Regions from separate parts of the Mus musculus genome. Here all the other regions are linked to region 1. The links are chromatin contacts, called in public HiChIP or PLAC-seq maps. All regions are on one chromosome and are shown on one strand. The core of a region is the stretch at or near the end of the contact, and the rest is flanking DNA. Distances in the headings are between cores, read along the strand shown.

What was found. HiChIP or PLAC-seq counts read pairs in DNA pulled down with a chosen protein or histone mark.
Region 2: a contact with region 1 is called in an H3K27ac HiChIP or PLAC-seq map of embryonic stem cells, with 5 read pairs. The contact joins the promoter of Krt87 here to the promoter of Nr4a1 in region 1. A contact is called at or near these places in 2 of 115 datasets of contacts at active chromatin or transcription factors (embryonic stem cells and pancreatic cancer cells).
Region 3: a contact with region 1 is called in a FOXA1 HiChIP or PLAC-seq map of pancreatic cancer cells. The contact joins the promoter of Krt7 here to the promoter of Nr4a1 in region 1. A contact is called at or near these places in 2 of 115 datasets of contacts at active chromatin or transcription factors (embryonic stem cells and pancreatic cancer cells) and 1 of 9 other capture datasets (adipose tissue).

What each region holds. Positions count from the first base shown.
Region 1 is chr15:101,264,472-101,269,385 of GRCm38.p6, reverse strand. Nr4a1 (nuclear receptor subfamily 4, group A, member 1) reads right to left here and starts at 2,540. Exons shown (of 7, transcript NM_010444.2): 1 at 2,415-2,540.
Region 2 is chr15:101,436,844-101,441,757 of GRCm38.p6, reverse strand. Krt87 (keratin 87) reads left to right here and starts at 2,954. Exons shown (of 9, transcript NM_001003668.2): 1 at 2,954-3,371. The coding sequence starts at 2,988.
Region 3 is chr15:101,409,760-101,414,673 of GRCm38.p6, reverse strand. It overlaps Krt7 (keratin 7), which reads right to left and starts at 2,271. Exons shown (of 9, transcript NM_033073.3): 1 at 1,895-2,271; 2 at 494-705. The coding sequence starts at 2,200. It overlaps Gm671 (a long non-coding RNA gene), which reads left to right and starts at 2,482. Exons shown (of 4, transcript XR_384459.2): 1 at 2,482-2,571.

The sequences.
Region 1 (4,914 bases), core at 1,291-3,790:
TTGGGTAGCATTGCTATAGAGTTTTAAATACCGTATACTGGGGGGGGGGGGGGGGGTGGAGAAGTTGCTCAGTGGTTAAGAGCATGCACTGCTCTTCCACAGGAACTAAATCCAGTTCCCAGCAACTACATCAGGTGGCTCACAACCATCTGTAACTCTAGCTCCAGGACATCTGATGTCTCTAGCCTTGTAGGACACCCATGCTCATGTGCACACACAGAGACACATATAAATACAATTAAAAACAATTGAAAACGCAAAAAAAAGTAAAACCTTAAATACCATATATTGAAGGGAGGCGAGGAACTGAGCAGGAAGATCCAGAGAGCAGTCTCTGGACTGGAGAAAAGACAACTCTCAAAAGGAATTTCTCAGCTAACCCGGTCATTTATTTTCATTTTCCATGCCAATAGGTGTTTTGCCTGCATGTTTGTCCGTGTGAGGGTGTCAGATCCCCCCTGGAACAGGAGTTACAGACAGTTGCAAACTGCCACATGGGTGCTCTTAGCCCCTGAGCCATCTCTCCAGCCCCCTAACCTTGTCATTTTGTAAGAGAACACTCAGAACCCAGCAGCAGCCGCAAGCTAATTGGACAGAGTGGAGGATCCTACCAGCGGATGCACAGAGACAAGCTGTCCCTCTGCTAAAGCAGATGTCTGTTTGCTGCAGCATCCAGGGTCTCAGCAAAGGTCACAAACCTGAAGCACCTGAATGACCAGGGGTAGCTGGAGGAGGCCCTTACGTTCTCATCTGGTCAAAAAAGCCCACAGAGGAGGCTCCAGGACCTAGTGTCCCTTTCCACCTCCAACTCTGGGGTCTGTACAGTTCTAGACTTTCTAGTTGAAAAGACAGGTCACACAGGAACACTGAGGCAGAGGGTGCTGAGGCAGAGGGTGCTGAGGCAGAGGGTGCTGAGGCAGAGGGTGCTGAGGCAGAGGGTGCTGAGGCAGAGGGTGCTGGGGCAGAGGGTGCTGGGGCAGAGGGTGCTGAGGCAGAGGGTGCTGAGGCAGAGGGTGCTGAGGCAGAGGGTGCTGAGGCAGAGGGTGCTGAGGCAGAGGGTGCTGAGGCAGAGGGTGCTGGAGCAGAGGGTGGGGTGGAGAAAAAGACTATCACCACCTGCTGGCCCTTGAGACCCTCTAGTCCCAGTATTTCTCCCATTCCCCACACCACCCCTGGGTGCCTAGCCAGGACAGCTCCACCGCTGGCTAGGCATACGACTTCCCATAAAACAGCACCCCCCCCCCAACCAGTTCCCACCCCGCCTGCCCCGTGTCAAGTCCCTAGGGCATACAGCACCTGGGAGAAAGAAAGAAATATGGCCACTTCTGCCTCTGTTTGCAAGAAGCCTGGGAAGGGATGGGTTGGGGGTGGAGGAAGAAGGGTGGCAGCCAGTCAGGACTGGGCGTTTGTTCCAGCTCCATTCAAATCCTGTTTCTCCACTTGGACATCCTACATCCGGATCAACCCCCACCAATCTACCCAGCTTCAGGCCGATAGTCCGCAACACAAGATACAGATCTGCATCTAGCCTCCTGAGGGGGTGGGGGTGTCTCAAGGAGGAGGAAGAGGCGGGGTTGAAAGAGGGAGTGGGAGAATCCGGCTTGGGGCAGGTCCTGGCAACACCTGTTAGGTGACCAAGCCCGCAGGCTGCACCCTACCTAACAGACTCAAAAGACCACTGGGGTATACAAGTCTGTCTGATGACAGAAGGGGTCTCCCCCCTAGTCAGTACTACATCGAGACTCTATCGTGAGCAACTTCCACCCAGGCTCCACGTGCGGCTTTCAGTAGCTGCACCAGGCTACAGCTCCTAGGTTTCTAGATACTCTGACAACTTAGTCTAACACAACCATTACCCAGCCAACCTAGCTAGCCATTTCCTTCAGCAACCCCCAGGTCTTCCAGCACGGTTCAGAAAGAAAGTTCGGTAAGGGAATCAGAAAATCTAAGTACAGCCTATGAAGTATTAAGTAAACACTGGGAAAGGGGGCTGAGAGCCCGGGAAGGAGACCCGTGGAAATCCAATCTTACTTGTACTTGGATGGATCCCAGCAACGCCGAAGCTCTGAGTACCTTTTCCCAGTCCATGCTCAGACAACCCCCTACCCGGCAATCAACACCCAAACCCAGAGTACAGAGTGCCTCACACTGGAGATCCTAGCGGGGAAACCTCCTAAACAAGCGCCCACTACCTACCAAAACCAAGCACCTTGCAGACCCTTCGCCCGCTTCCTAAACTTCAAGCCCTGGCTCACCCTACTCCAAGAGCTATCCTTTAATACCAAAAATGCACCCTACACACCCCTCCTCGTAAGCCGACCCGAAAACACCCTTCCTTTTCGCCCGCGCGTACACCCCATCTCTTTCATGCACTGTCCCTAGAAACAGAAACACGCTCCCTGCGGGGTACCTACCCAGCCGGCTCCCACTCCCTGTGGCCGGGACCAGCGACCCAGTCGCAGCCTGGTCCCGCGTGCGCTCCGCTCCGCAGTCCTTCTAGCACACTCCCCCAACTTTCGCAGCCTCCTGCACTGGGGCTCCCCTGGCGAGCCCGACCCACATCTTAAGCGCTCCGTGACGCATGGAGAGGGGCGGGGGCGCCACTGACGCACACGGCCCGGCGAGCTTTGGCCATACAAGGGCGCGGGGGGCGGCGCGGTTCCGGCGGGAGGCGGCCAGGAGGAGGCGCGGGGACGGGGAGCCCGAGGGGGCGGGGCGAAGAGGGGGGGCCTGGAATGTCTGCGCGCGTGACGCACGCGGGGTTCCATTGACGCAGGGAGCGCGGATTGTTTGATCTATAAATAGTTTTCCTCTCGCCCGCTGCGCCGGCTAAATATAGTAGCTTCCAGACCCACTAGGCTCACCAAGCCGGACCCGGGATCGGGTCCCGGGGTCCGAAATAACCGACCAGGAGGAGGGGGTGTTGTAAATCCGTGCCCGCAGGGCTTCCCCAGAACAGGATCTCCTCCCCTCCAGCTGCTCCTGGTGCCAACAGCTCCCTCTCCCTCCTGCCCACCCCTACCCCAGGCCCTGCTCCGCTTTTGTCCCTTTCCCAGTCTGTCCTGGACACCTAGGGTATCACTCTCTGCCATTCTGAGCAGCCAGGGCAGTTCAGGGCTGAGGCAAGCCATTCTGGGACACACCCAGAAGATAGGAGGTGGGCTGGGCCCGTGCCTCAGCCTTGGCAATGTGCAGGGTCTCTAGCCCCAGGACTGAGGACAGGCACTCTGGCCTTCAAGGTTCCTTCCCAAAGGGCATAGCTTTGCCAGGCTGGGTCAACGGGCTCGGCTCCACACCGATGCTGGTTTCTCAGCGATGGCCTCTTAACCCCTCGCAGGATGGATGCACCCTAGTTGAGAAATTGCCGAATTTCAGAACCGGGTGGAGCCTGAGAAATCTTTCCAAACTCTTGCCAACTCTTCCCCATTTTATAAATAGATTCAGAGACATAATGGTACTTGTTCAAGGTCACTAAGCTAGGTAGTAGCACAATGGGGTCTTGAACCCAGGGCCATCGAACTCCATCTCCTTTTCACACTCTTCTGTCAATTCCCTGGTCCCAGTCCCTGATGGGGACCCACCTGCCTCCCCACTACCTGCTCCAGCAGTGAAGAGAGCAGCTGTAACCAGTTACTGCTTGCAGGGAAGGGTCTGGCCAGGGCTGTACTCAAAGTGCAGACCAGGCTGCAGCCACCTGGAGCTGTCACCCTGCAGGTCACATCTCCATCCCAGTCTAAGCTAAAGGAAACCTCATTTGTAGTCAGGTAAGAGAAAGGAAGGGGTATGGAGAAAAGATTCAGTGGTTAGCTTTCCCTACTAGGGATTCTCTTTGCAGTATCTCTATCCCATCCTTGACCCCACCCCCTGGTTCCCGATTTCTGCTGCCAGCCCACCAGTGCAGCAGACTAACCGAGACTATCCAATGACGGCCTATTCTGGCCATAACCGGTTTTTAAAAATGGGCTAAGGGCGTAGCTCAGTGGTAGAGTTCTTGCTTGCCTAGCATTTGTAACCTGGAGTCCATCCCATCACCACAAAAGACCCCCCCCCCCAACCAGCCTGCTATTTCTTTTTAATCACTGTCCCCTGCATACGGAACAGTTTTCATACACTGCTGATGTCATTCGGTGATATGTTCAGAAGTTACCAGCAACCCCCCCCCCAGGCTAACGTGTAGTCTCGTTGCGGCTGAGTCCATAGCTCTGGACTTTACCAAGCCACCTTCCAAAGGACAAAAAGCCACCTAGGAGAAGAAGTGTGGACAGGATGATGTCCACTGGAGCCATCCTGGACCCTCCCACCCCCACATCATCCATAGTTGGATCTTTCTTTCCTTGGGCCCTTGCACAAAAGTTTACTTGGGCCCTTGTTTAAATATGGAAGCCACTACTATCATTTATGCCCCACACACACACTTGAAGACAGGACCCAGGGGTTCTATGAGAATGGATGCCTTTGCTCTAAAGGACAAATAACCTTAGCTCTGGTTATGTCATATCTGGCTCCCCATTTTATCTCTCCACCCAGCCCCCCACCTCCCCTCTACTCCCAAGATGTGTTTAAATATGCCAGCAAGACAAGCCAGGACGGTCCCTCCCTCCAGCAGAAGCAGGTGCAGGTCCTGTCTTCACCAGGGTGTGCCATCCTGAGTTCTAGCATTATCCACTTTCCCCACCATTCTGCCTTCACAAAAAAGTAGCACAGACCACTTCTCCTGAGGGAGAAGCTAAAGGGTAAGCAGCAGAGGACAGCCCAAGAGCACACTCTCACCCAGGCCAACCTCCTTGAGCCACTACACACTACAAAGGTTCTTGCTGCCTCAAGGCTAGAGGGGGACAAGGAACAGCAGCTGCTGCTGGGGAAGTGTGAGGCAGAGAAAGAGTCCCTCTGTGGGAACATAGCTAGGGCCACCAA
Region 2 (4,914 bases), core at 1,705-4,204, 170 kb before region 1:
ACATACATATATACATACATACGTACATACATACATACATACACACACACACATATACATACATACACACACTCTCTCTCTCCCTTCTCCTCTCTAATCTTGCTACTTTCCAACTCTTCCCATTCTCCAGATCCAACCCAAGAGCCATCTCCTCCAAGAACCTGCCCTAACATGGCCTAAAGCTTGGAGTTCCATGATCAGACCCCCTACTGCTTCCTACACAGAGCCTGTATGTGCCTGCCCTGCCCCAGCTGAACCTCGTCGCTCACTCTCTGAGCCCGATTCCTGATGGGCATGATGACCAAGACAAGACAGCAGCTCCACCCAAACCATATGCGACAGATGAAAGGCTTTCCGGAGCTTCTCAGGGCTGAGCCTGGGGAAGGCCTCCCCTCCCCAGCACCTGTCATCACTGACGCTCTGATGGAGGTGTCAGTCCTGGATTGCATCCGGTACTGCTCACGATTCAGCCTACTTCTCTCCCAAGTTCCAAGAGTAATAAAGGGGCCACCAAGGGGCATGCGCCCCAAAGGCTGGGTCAGGTATTAGTATGAACATCTGGGGGGGAACACTGTGGCCAATGTGTCAAGGTACCCCTTTCAGGTTGTGTGCTTAGCAGGCTCAACTCAGCCTGCAGCTCTCCCAGTCTCTGCACTTCACATGCACATAATTTTCTGTGCAGAGAGACTGGCTGTTCACACCCTGTCTGGTTGTGCTAGCACAGACGTTCTGTTCAAAACACAGAAACTCTCTGAGCCAGAACTGTGCAAGCGCTACCACACATTCGATTTAAATCCTCAAACTTCAGAGGAAGTCTGACCCCTTAGCAAGAAACAACCCCAGGGAGGATTCCTCAAGGCTACCAATCCCAAAAGAAAATTGGAATGAGAGCTTCCTGGAGGATTCCATATCAGCAAGCACAAGGTCCTGGTTTTTATCCCAAACACAGATGGAAAAAAAAAATCAAAGGAATAAAAATATACAATCTTGAATCAGATGTGGTAGCACATGCTTTCAGGAGGAAGATGGAGAGTTCAAAGCCAGCCTGAGCTACAGAGTAAGGCCTTGGAGAAAGAGGGCGAGGGGGAGGGGGAGGGGGAGGGGAGGGGGAGGGGGAGAGAGAGAGAGATGTCTTACAGCCAAGACACTGAAGTTGAAGATTCATCTCATGCACAGAACCATGGCTGAACTAAACTGAGAGGAAACAAACCCAGGCTGGACCAAATCACCCTATCCCAAGAGAGACAGTTGTAAAGAACAAAGTTGGTGGCAATCCAACAACACTCCTTGGAAGTGAGCTGTCAGGGCTGGCTATGATGACCTTGGAGTTCCCAGATTTAATTATTGCATGCACAGTAATAGCACAGCTTTAAAACAAAGGAAGCACCAGGTGACCTGCAGGCTTCTCTTTAATGCTGGCTGCTGAGCACACACTCCGGTTTCCGCTGCTAGCGATGGGACACATAATTAACTTCCTTTATGATGGTTCTAGCTGCCTAGAGTCAGTATCCATGACCATTGGAAACAGCCCATACTCCTGCCTCTAAGATCCCAGCCTTATTCCACAGCCCACAGCCCACAGCCACACAGGCACAGGCCCTGAAGAGACAGCCTTGAAGCAGTTCTGATCGCTCAGAACTCTCAGATCCTGACTCCAGTCCTTGGAGCCTTCCACATAAGTCTATGCGCCACTATGAGGTCACCTTGCTAAGCAGATGAATGGGCACAACCCCTGAAGAAAGCCTTTGATTTGGGAGAAATCATGTGTCAAAGAGCCCTCCACAGTGGATGCAGTGGCTCACACCTGCTGTGCCAGCATTTGGGGTGTGGAGGCAGTAACACCATGAGCTCAAGGCTAGTGATTTGGGGTCAGCCTGGACGACGTGAATCCTTATTTGTCTCAAAAACAACGAAAATCCCTTAGTGGGCTAGGCAGGGCAGTCATCAGTGTTTGTGGCTTCTCTCTCCAAAGTGCATAGGGAAGGGTAGAAGGGTTAGAGGAGATAGGAGCTGAGCTGAATGAGAAAGAGAGAGACAGAGAGACAGATAGACACACAGAGAAAGACAGAGATAGAAAGACAGAGAGAGACAGAGAAAGAGACAGAGACACACACAAAGAGACAGAGAGACGGAGAGGGAGGGAGGGAAGAGGAGAGGAGAGGAGAGGAGAGGAGAGGAGAGGAGAGGAGAGGAGAGGAGAGGAGAGGAGAGGAGAGGAGAGGAGAGAAGAGAAGAGAAGAGAAGAGAAGAGAAGAGAAGAGAAGAGAAGAGAAGAGAAGAGAAGAGAAGAGAAGAGATACGGGAACGTTTCTGCCTAAAGGGACACAGGAAGAATAACAAGTTAACAATAGTGGAACAAATAGATAAACAAGCAAACATTTCTGGAGCTCTTAAGTGCTAGGTCCTGCCTAAGAGGCTTTCGGATCCATTATCCTATTATCCTATTATCAGCAGCTCTTCTGTTATTACTACTATTATTGTTGTTATTATTATTATTATTCCCTTATCCCTGCTCCCCACAGGACTTCTAAGGCTCAGAAAGGTTATTTACCCACCCAAAGTTGGACATGAATTTGCCCATAACTTCAAAGGTCTTGTCATCGTGCGAGCACGCCCCCTACAGCATGAATTCAAAGGTCACCTCCAAGGCCAGGGCTTCCTAGCCTTCAGGGTGGAGAACCAGGTGGGATGTGAGCCAGCCTGGGATGGAGACAGTGACCCAGTGAGTCCCAATAGCGCGACACGAGGGTCCCGCCCGATGCCCACAGTGCCCAGCCCCGGAGCTGACCAGGCGCTTCGTGGCACCATAAAGCCAGGGCGGGCGGGAGAAGAACGCCGTTTTATGGGGGCGGCAAGGTAGCCCGGGCTGCTTTGATTCCAACAGGCAAGCTCATAAACGCCTGGGCGGCGGGCGCGCTCCCTCCTGCACGATATAAGGCTCAGAGCGAGCCTCGGGGTCCAGCCTGACTCTGTATCGCCTCTGAACCATGTCTTGCTTCTCCTCCCGCCTCGGAGCCTCCTGTGGGGTCCGCGCCTTCAGCTGCGCCTCGGCATGTGGTCCCCGGCCCGGCCGCTGCTGCATCTCTGCAGCTCCCTACAGGGGCATCTCCTGCTACCGCGGACTCTCAGGGGGCTTCGGCAGCCGCAGCGTCTGCGGGCCCTTCCGCTCTGGCTCCTGTGGACGCAGCTTCGGGTACCGATCTGGAGGCGTCTGCGGGCCCAGCCCCCCCTGCATCACCACCGTCTCTGTCAATGAGAGCCTGCTCACACCCCTGAACCTGGAGATCGACCCCAATGCTCAGTGTGTGAAGCATGAGGAGAAGGAGCAGATCAAGTGTCTCAACAGCAAGTTCGCAGCCTTCATCGACAAGGTGGGTGTCCTGGGCCAGCCCCTTCTTGGCACCTGAGGACCTGCTGGGAGCAATCCGCAAGCAGGTTCTCAGAAAGGGAGCTCTAGGTAACTTTAGATGATGAGAAAAGTCACACCTCTTCAAGACTGCTCCAGTACTTAAGACTGAGAAAGGACATTGGTCTTAACTTCTCTCCCTTCTAATGCAGCCTTCTCTCCTACTTTTATTTATTTTTTTAAAGATTTATTTATTTTATGTATATGAGTACACTGTAGCTGTCTTTCTCTCCCACTTTTAACGAAGAAAATTCACAGCCCCATGGGACAGTCTCAACTAGAATGCCGTGCTTTGTGAAATCATTTGACACATACCTAGTGAGGCTGCTTTCCCAACACAGTGAATTCGTTGTTTCAGTGTGCCATGCGTGCAAATTCCTGCGCATGCGCACATACGTATGTTTGGATCTCGCAGCGTGGTGTCTCCAGAGAGGGCAGAGAGCTACAGCCAGCCTTGAAACCGGAAGCACATAAAGACTGATGCCTGTGGCATAGTCCTTCGTGCCCGGAATTGAAAAAGTGACAGTGATGGAGCCGTTCCACCACACAGTCAGATCAGACCCGGGCACGGAGTGTTCCATTCCTCAGGCCCTGAGTTAGAGGGCCCAAAGCCCAGAGTCACAGTTCCCTCTAGCCAGACTACACCCTAGGAAAGTAGCCACAGTCAAGCAGAAAGGAACCTGGACCCAAGAGTCTGTAGCCTTTGCCCAACACCTAATTCCTCCTCTGGCTCACTGGGTGATATGGTATGGCGGGCGGCGTCCTCTCTGAACCTCAGCAGCTTCCCACCAGTGTGTGCGCCGGCCACACCCTTGATCAGGAAGGTCGAGCTGAGAAAGCCCCAGGATCTTAGCAACTAAGACCACCCAAACCATTCTGCGCACACGGTACCAAGGACCCCAGTTCCCATTTTTGGAACTTCTAATGCTCCAGTCCTCAGCTGTACTCTTGGAAGTAGGAGCACAGGGGCCAGGCCTGCAGGTGAGAGGCAGCCCCGCTCCAGTCCAGTCTCAGGAAGTGGAAACCCAGAGGCCCAGGGCTAGTCGGGGCTGGCTGCCATTCTTTAGTCAACACAGGTCCTTGGCCACATCCACTGTCCGATCTACTTGACTGACAGTAAACGGTGACATTCCCATGGACCTGTTTTCTAAAATCTTCTCCAGTCTACATGATTTCTAGAGACTAGCAAGTACTTGGGACTCCAGAGCTCTTAAGTGGCAAGAGCCCCAGAATGCTCACCCTCGCGTCTCTGACGCACCCCAGGACTCCCTCTCTACTTTGTCCATTCTCAGCTGGTCACCAAGGACATCAGATAAGTCACAACTCTCCCTGAGGAAGCTCATGGAGAAAGGCTTCCTTTTCTCCTTTCCCTTCACTGTCCTGTGTTCCTTCCTCCAGGGAGCCTTCCCTGCTTTCCTCTGCCTTACCGGAAGTCACTCAGTTACCCAGCACAGCTACATGTCTCAGGGTTTCCCTCCTACCCCATCTGGACAGACATTCATTTGCCC
Region 3 (4,914 bases), core at 1,022-3,521, 150 kb before region 1:
CCCCTCCTGGGAATTAAGGACCCAACTTCAAGAACAAGTTTCCTGTGACCTGCAATGTGATTTTGACTAAGTCCCATAGACAGTCTGGTTTCCAATTCTTCATCTGCATGAGGTGGGAAAGGCTGTCCTAGAATAATCTGTGAGGGCTATACGTTCTGAAGCATTCCAGTCATAGGACACCTTCTACTCATGGTGCCTAGGGACTTAGGCACCAAAAAAGGAACTAGCACTGTCAGGGTAGACAGGGTAATTTCTGACTAAGCTGAGGGAAAAAATGACCAGAATGTCCCAGCAACAGCCCCTGGGGGCAAGAAGGAGAGGTGAGGCAGGGACTGTGTCAACAAAGGCCATAGCTCCAGCCATTCCAGTGCTGAGCAGCTGTGCACTCTGACCCCTGACCAGGTCTGAACCAGGGACACTTGTGGAGGGTCTGTGTGTGAGAGGCATACTGTCCCCAGGGCTGGGATCCTCCAAAAGGCACCAGGGACATTACTTATTCTTGAAATCTTCCACCACATCCTGCATGTTCCGCAGTTCCACCTCCAGGCGGCCCCCATCCAGCTGCAGTGTCTCGAGCTGCTGCCTCAGCCCAGCAATCTGAGCCTCAAAGATTCGGGGAAGCTGGCTGCTCTTGGCTGACTTCTGTTCCTGCAGCAGCGCCCACTTGGTCTCCAGCATCTTGTTCTGCTGTTCCAGGAAGCGTACCTGGAGGGGTGTGGAAGAGGAGGAACCTGAGGGGCCAGACTCTACTACCACAGATGTTGAAAAGTCTGGAACCACTGTGCAGCAGAGCCCATGTGCCCACTAGTTGTGCTTACCCCTCATCCCTAGGACCCTATTTCAAGTGTAAGCCATGGAGTTGATGTGCTTGGCTTAGTGGAGTACACTGTTCCTAGCCAATTCTGCTTCAATGGTATTTTCTACCTCTGCCCCTTAAATAGCCCCTTTCTTCTCTGAAGCTGGGGGTGAGAGGGTATTAGGGGACTGACTGGACTGGCCCCTCCTTCCACGCTGGAATTTTTCTTTCTTCCTCAGTATCTTCTCTCCTTCCTCTTATCTCAGCCTGAAGGTGGGAGGCAAGAAAAGCCCTTGAAACCAGCAGCCTGAGGAATCATGAGCTGGATTAGGATGGCACAGCTCAGCATAGAGCAGGAAGTGGGGCTAGAGCAGTCTGGGAAGTTTCTTTTAAGGATTTCTGGGACAGAACGGTACAGGCAGGAGGACTGGAAGGGAGACGGTGAAGCAAGGGATTGGTCCTAGCCAGAGGGACAGGCAGGACTGCAGGCCTCAGCTTCCTAGATGCCCATGAATGACTGGGATGGACAGCCAGGGAGATACCTTCCAAAGGGCCCCTCTCCCAAGTCCCAGTCTCCCACAGAGCCATCTGCAAAGGCAGAGGTAACCTTACCTCCTACCAACAAAAAAGGTAGAGGAACGGGCAGGTAAGTAGGGCAGAAGCCTCCCTCCGCCAGGCCTTTATTCTCAGCATCTACCTCAGATACAAAGTTCTCCCATGGAGAAAGGAGGAGTCATCCCACCCCATTCCTGACTCCTCACAACCTCCTCCCAGGGAAAGGGACCCAGACACCAAAGAACTAACTGCTGGCCTTGGCCTCCAGAGCTCCTAGCCTCACACCTGTTACAAAGTGGCTCCAAATCCCCCGAGACCAGTCAACTATGGAAGCTGGAGAGAACTTGGGGGCAATCCTTGAGTCCTTGAGGAAAGGGAGGGGCCCAAGGCCATTTGTTGGCAGAGCGGAGTTTGGAGACTAAAGGAGGGTGTAAGGAGAAGTACTATACAGAGCCCACCGAAGACACAAGAGGAAAGAGACCTACACCAGCCTCCCAGGGCAAGGCGTGGCCGGAAAGAACCGTGCGACTGAGGCTGTCTCACCTTGTCGATGAAGGAGGCGAATTTGTTGTTGAGGGTCTTGATCTGCTCGCGCTCCTCCTGGCGCACCTGCTGGATGGTGGGATCGATGTCCACACTCAGCGGCGCCAGCAAGCTCTGATTGATGGTGATCTCGCGGATGCCAGCGCCCACCGGGCCCCCATAAGCGGAGCGCACGGCCACACGAGGCCTTGATGAGCCCAGGCCATAGAGGCTCCTGCTGCCGAAGCTGGCGCGGCCCGAGCTCAGGCGCACCTGAGCCCCGCGGCCCGGGTAAGCAGTGGAGCGAGAGCTGAAGTGGATGGACATAGCGGCTGGACACAGCTGGCTGGACGAGGCGAGGAGCAGCGCGAACTCCCTGACCTCAGGCAGTCTGCGACCTTTTATTCCTCCATGCGGGGCGGAGGCTGAGCGCACACAGGTGGGGACAGGGCGGGGCTGGCCGCTGGCCACCTTTCTCTGCAGCCAGGGCCTTCCTGTCCGCCTGCCTTCTGCCCTCGCACCGCCCCCAGCCGCCGCCCAAGGCTCTTCGTCCACTCGGGAAGTGTCTGCAGGAGGCCGAGACGCCGTCGTGAGACACCCACACCTCAGGCAAGTTGTCCAAGATACCCACAGCCCAGAAATCTCTGGACCGCAAAGAGACCACCTTACAATTGGCAGGAGAAGGCTTCCTAGAGCAGGTATGAGGAGTGAATACCTAGATTCCTGAGGCCAGTAGGAAAGCCAAGTGCTACAAAAGGAAGTGCCTGACAAACTTTAGCTCCTGCTGAAAGTTGAAACCCCTCACCCACTGGCTGGGGAAGCCCTAGGCTTCCTAGGACTCTCCTTCCTGGCCCAGCTGCTACTGGAGAGCTCAGCTCAGTTCTTGAGTAACCTGGCCCTGTGACGATCCTTACTGGGAAGAGCTGTTTCAGTAACTGCGCCCTCCCCACCATCCAAGTTCAGAGGGCTTGCCTCACCCCCTCCTCAAACTACTGTATGGGTTCCTGGGATGGCTGTGCGTACCCTTCTGTGCCCTCATACCCCTAACACACTAGTGTGAGTGTATATGAGTGCAGTCTGTGCATGGGGGGTCTGGATTCACAACTGAACACATTTGTATGCACATGTGTGTGTCCTGTCTCCCGTTCACATCCAGACGTTCCTCCCTGCTCTGCCTCATTTTTCCTGCTTACAAACCCACTAGGCTATGCCTGACAAGGGAATCAACTAAAACTGGCCTCTGTGGTAACCCGTGGTGGTGTGCTCAGTGCTCCTCGGAGTGCTCCTGGACTTCCAGTTTTCCCAGACTCACTTGGACAGCCTTTAGCCCACCTCTGGCTCCATGCAGTGAGACTGGTCCTTTAGGGGCGTCCTAGGTGGGGAGGATGGGAATGTCATATTCTTCCTGCTTTGCCTTTTCAGGTAGACAACCCTAAGCTCTCAAGGAGACTCCCTACCCCTCAAGGTGCTTCCTCAGTCCTTTGTCCCCCTCTGCACCCCACTTTCCATCCTGCTACAGCCCCTGCCACCCATCCCCCACTTTGGAGGTTGTTTCTCACCCACACCAAGAGCTCCTTCTCTTTCTCAAGCTGAGCCCCAGCAGGGCACAGCTAGTGCGCTGACCTGGACGGGTCCTGGCCCCCTCAGCCACAGCTCCTTCAGGATGAGGGTCTAACAAGAGCTGGGAAGCACACAGACAAAAGTACCTGGGCACTTCAGTCCAGGCCTCGGCCCCCTATAACCACCACACACAGGCTTGAGAAATACTTCCTCATTCCTGAGCCTACCCCACATCTGCCCTGGGCCTCTTACCCCTCCCTGGAACATTCTTTAAAACTCCAGTGCTAGCTAGATTCCTCCTGCTCCCACATTCCCAGACCAACCTGAGAGGCCACTCAGTGCCAGGTGGAGGCAACACACACACACACACACACACACACACACACACACACAAATGTCCTTTGAAGTGTTTCACAGAGGGCTGCCAGCCCCTGACACCACACCTCCCATCAAATTCCTGCCCCAAAAGAGTTCACAGCCTAGTGGTTCATCTGAACCCAGTCTCTCTCTGTCTCTCTCTGTCTCTCTCTCTCTTTCTCTCTCTCTTACCCATTCCTTCCCCTCCCCTCTCACCACATGCAGACCTTAGAGAGACTACCTCCTATATTTTGCCTTAGCCCCACAAACTCCTCCATTGTCTTCTGCCTAACTCAGTGAGGCTACACACACTCACATACACACATTCACACACACACATTCACACACATATTCAAACACACACCACACATTCACACATACCATACACACTCACTCACACTCACACTCACACTCACACTAAGCGATGCCAAGTGTAAACTTTGCTTGTCCCCTGACTCTCTTGGCTACTATGCTAAGCATCCTCTGGAACCCAACCACCAACAGCAGTGAGCACAGATTATTAGCACTACCTGTATCCACCAATCCTGACCTGGATGCCTGGCCCCTGCAATCCTGGCCCAGTGGACATTGTGGCTCCATTCACAGAGCAGGAGAAACATAATAACTTGTATTCAAGACCAGAAAAAAAAAAAACACACATTCTAATTCTTAGACCGGGGGGGGGGGGAGTTTTTTTTTTCATGATCTTGAACTGTGACTGCTGATCAGACTAAAAGCCATTTAGCAGTCTGCGTGAGCCACTGGGGGAGGTAGCCAATGGCAGAGTGCGTGACCAGCATGTATGTGGACCAATGCTCAATCTCTAATAGTGGCACACACAAAAACTTCAGGGCATACAAGCATAACACAAAGGAGCTGAGGGACACAGGCTGAGAAGGATGTGATGGACAGCAGGCTACTTTCCTGACTGTACACCACCATCCTGAAGAACATAACAGGCATGGAGAATGTGGGCTGTGGTTTACATGGTATCTTCTGCGCATGTGCCGGCTTAACGTACTGAACCATTTTGTCCGTATGATATAACCTATGACACAGAGGTGTATTGTACCTCTCCACCTTTTGTGACAGGCTGTCACCGTGTAGCCAAAGCTGGCCTCAGA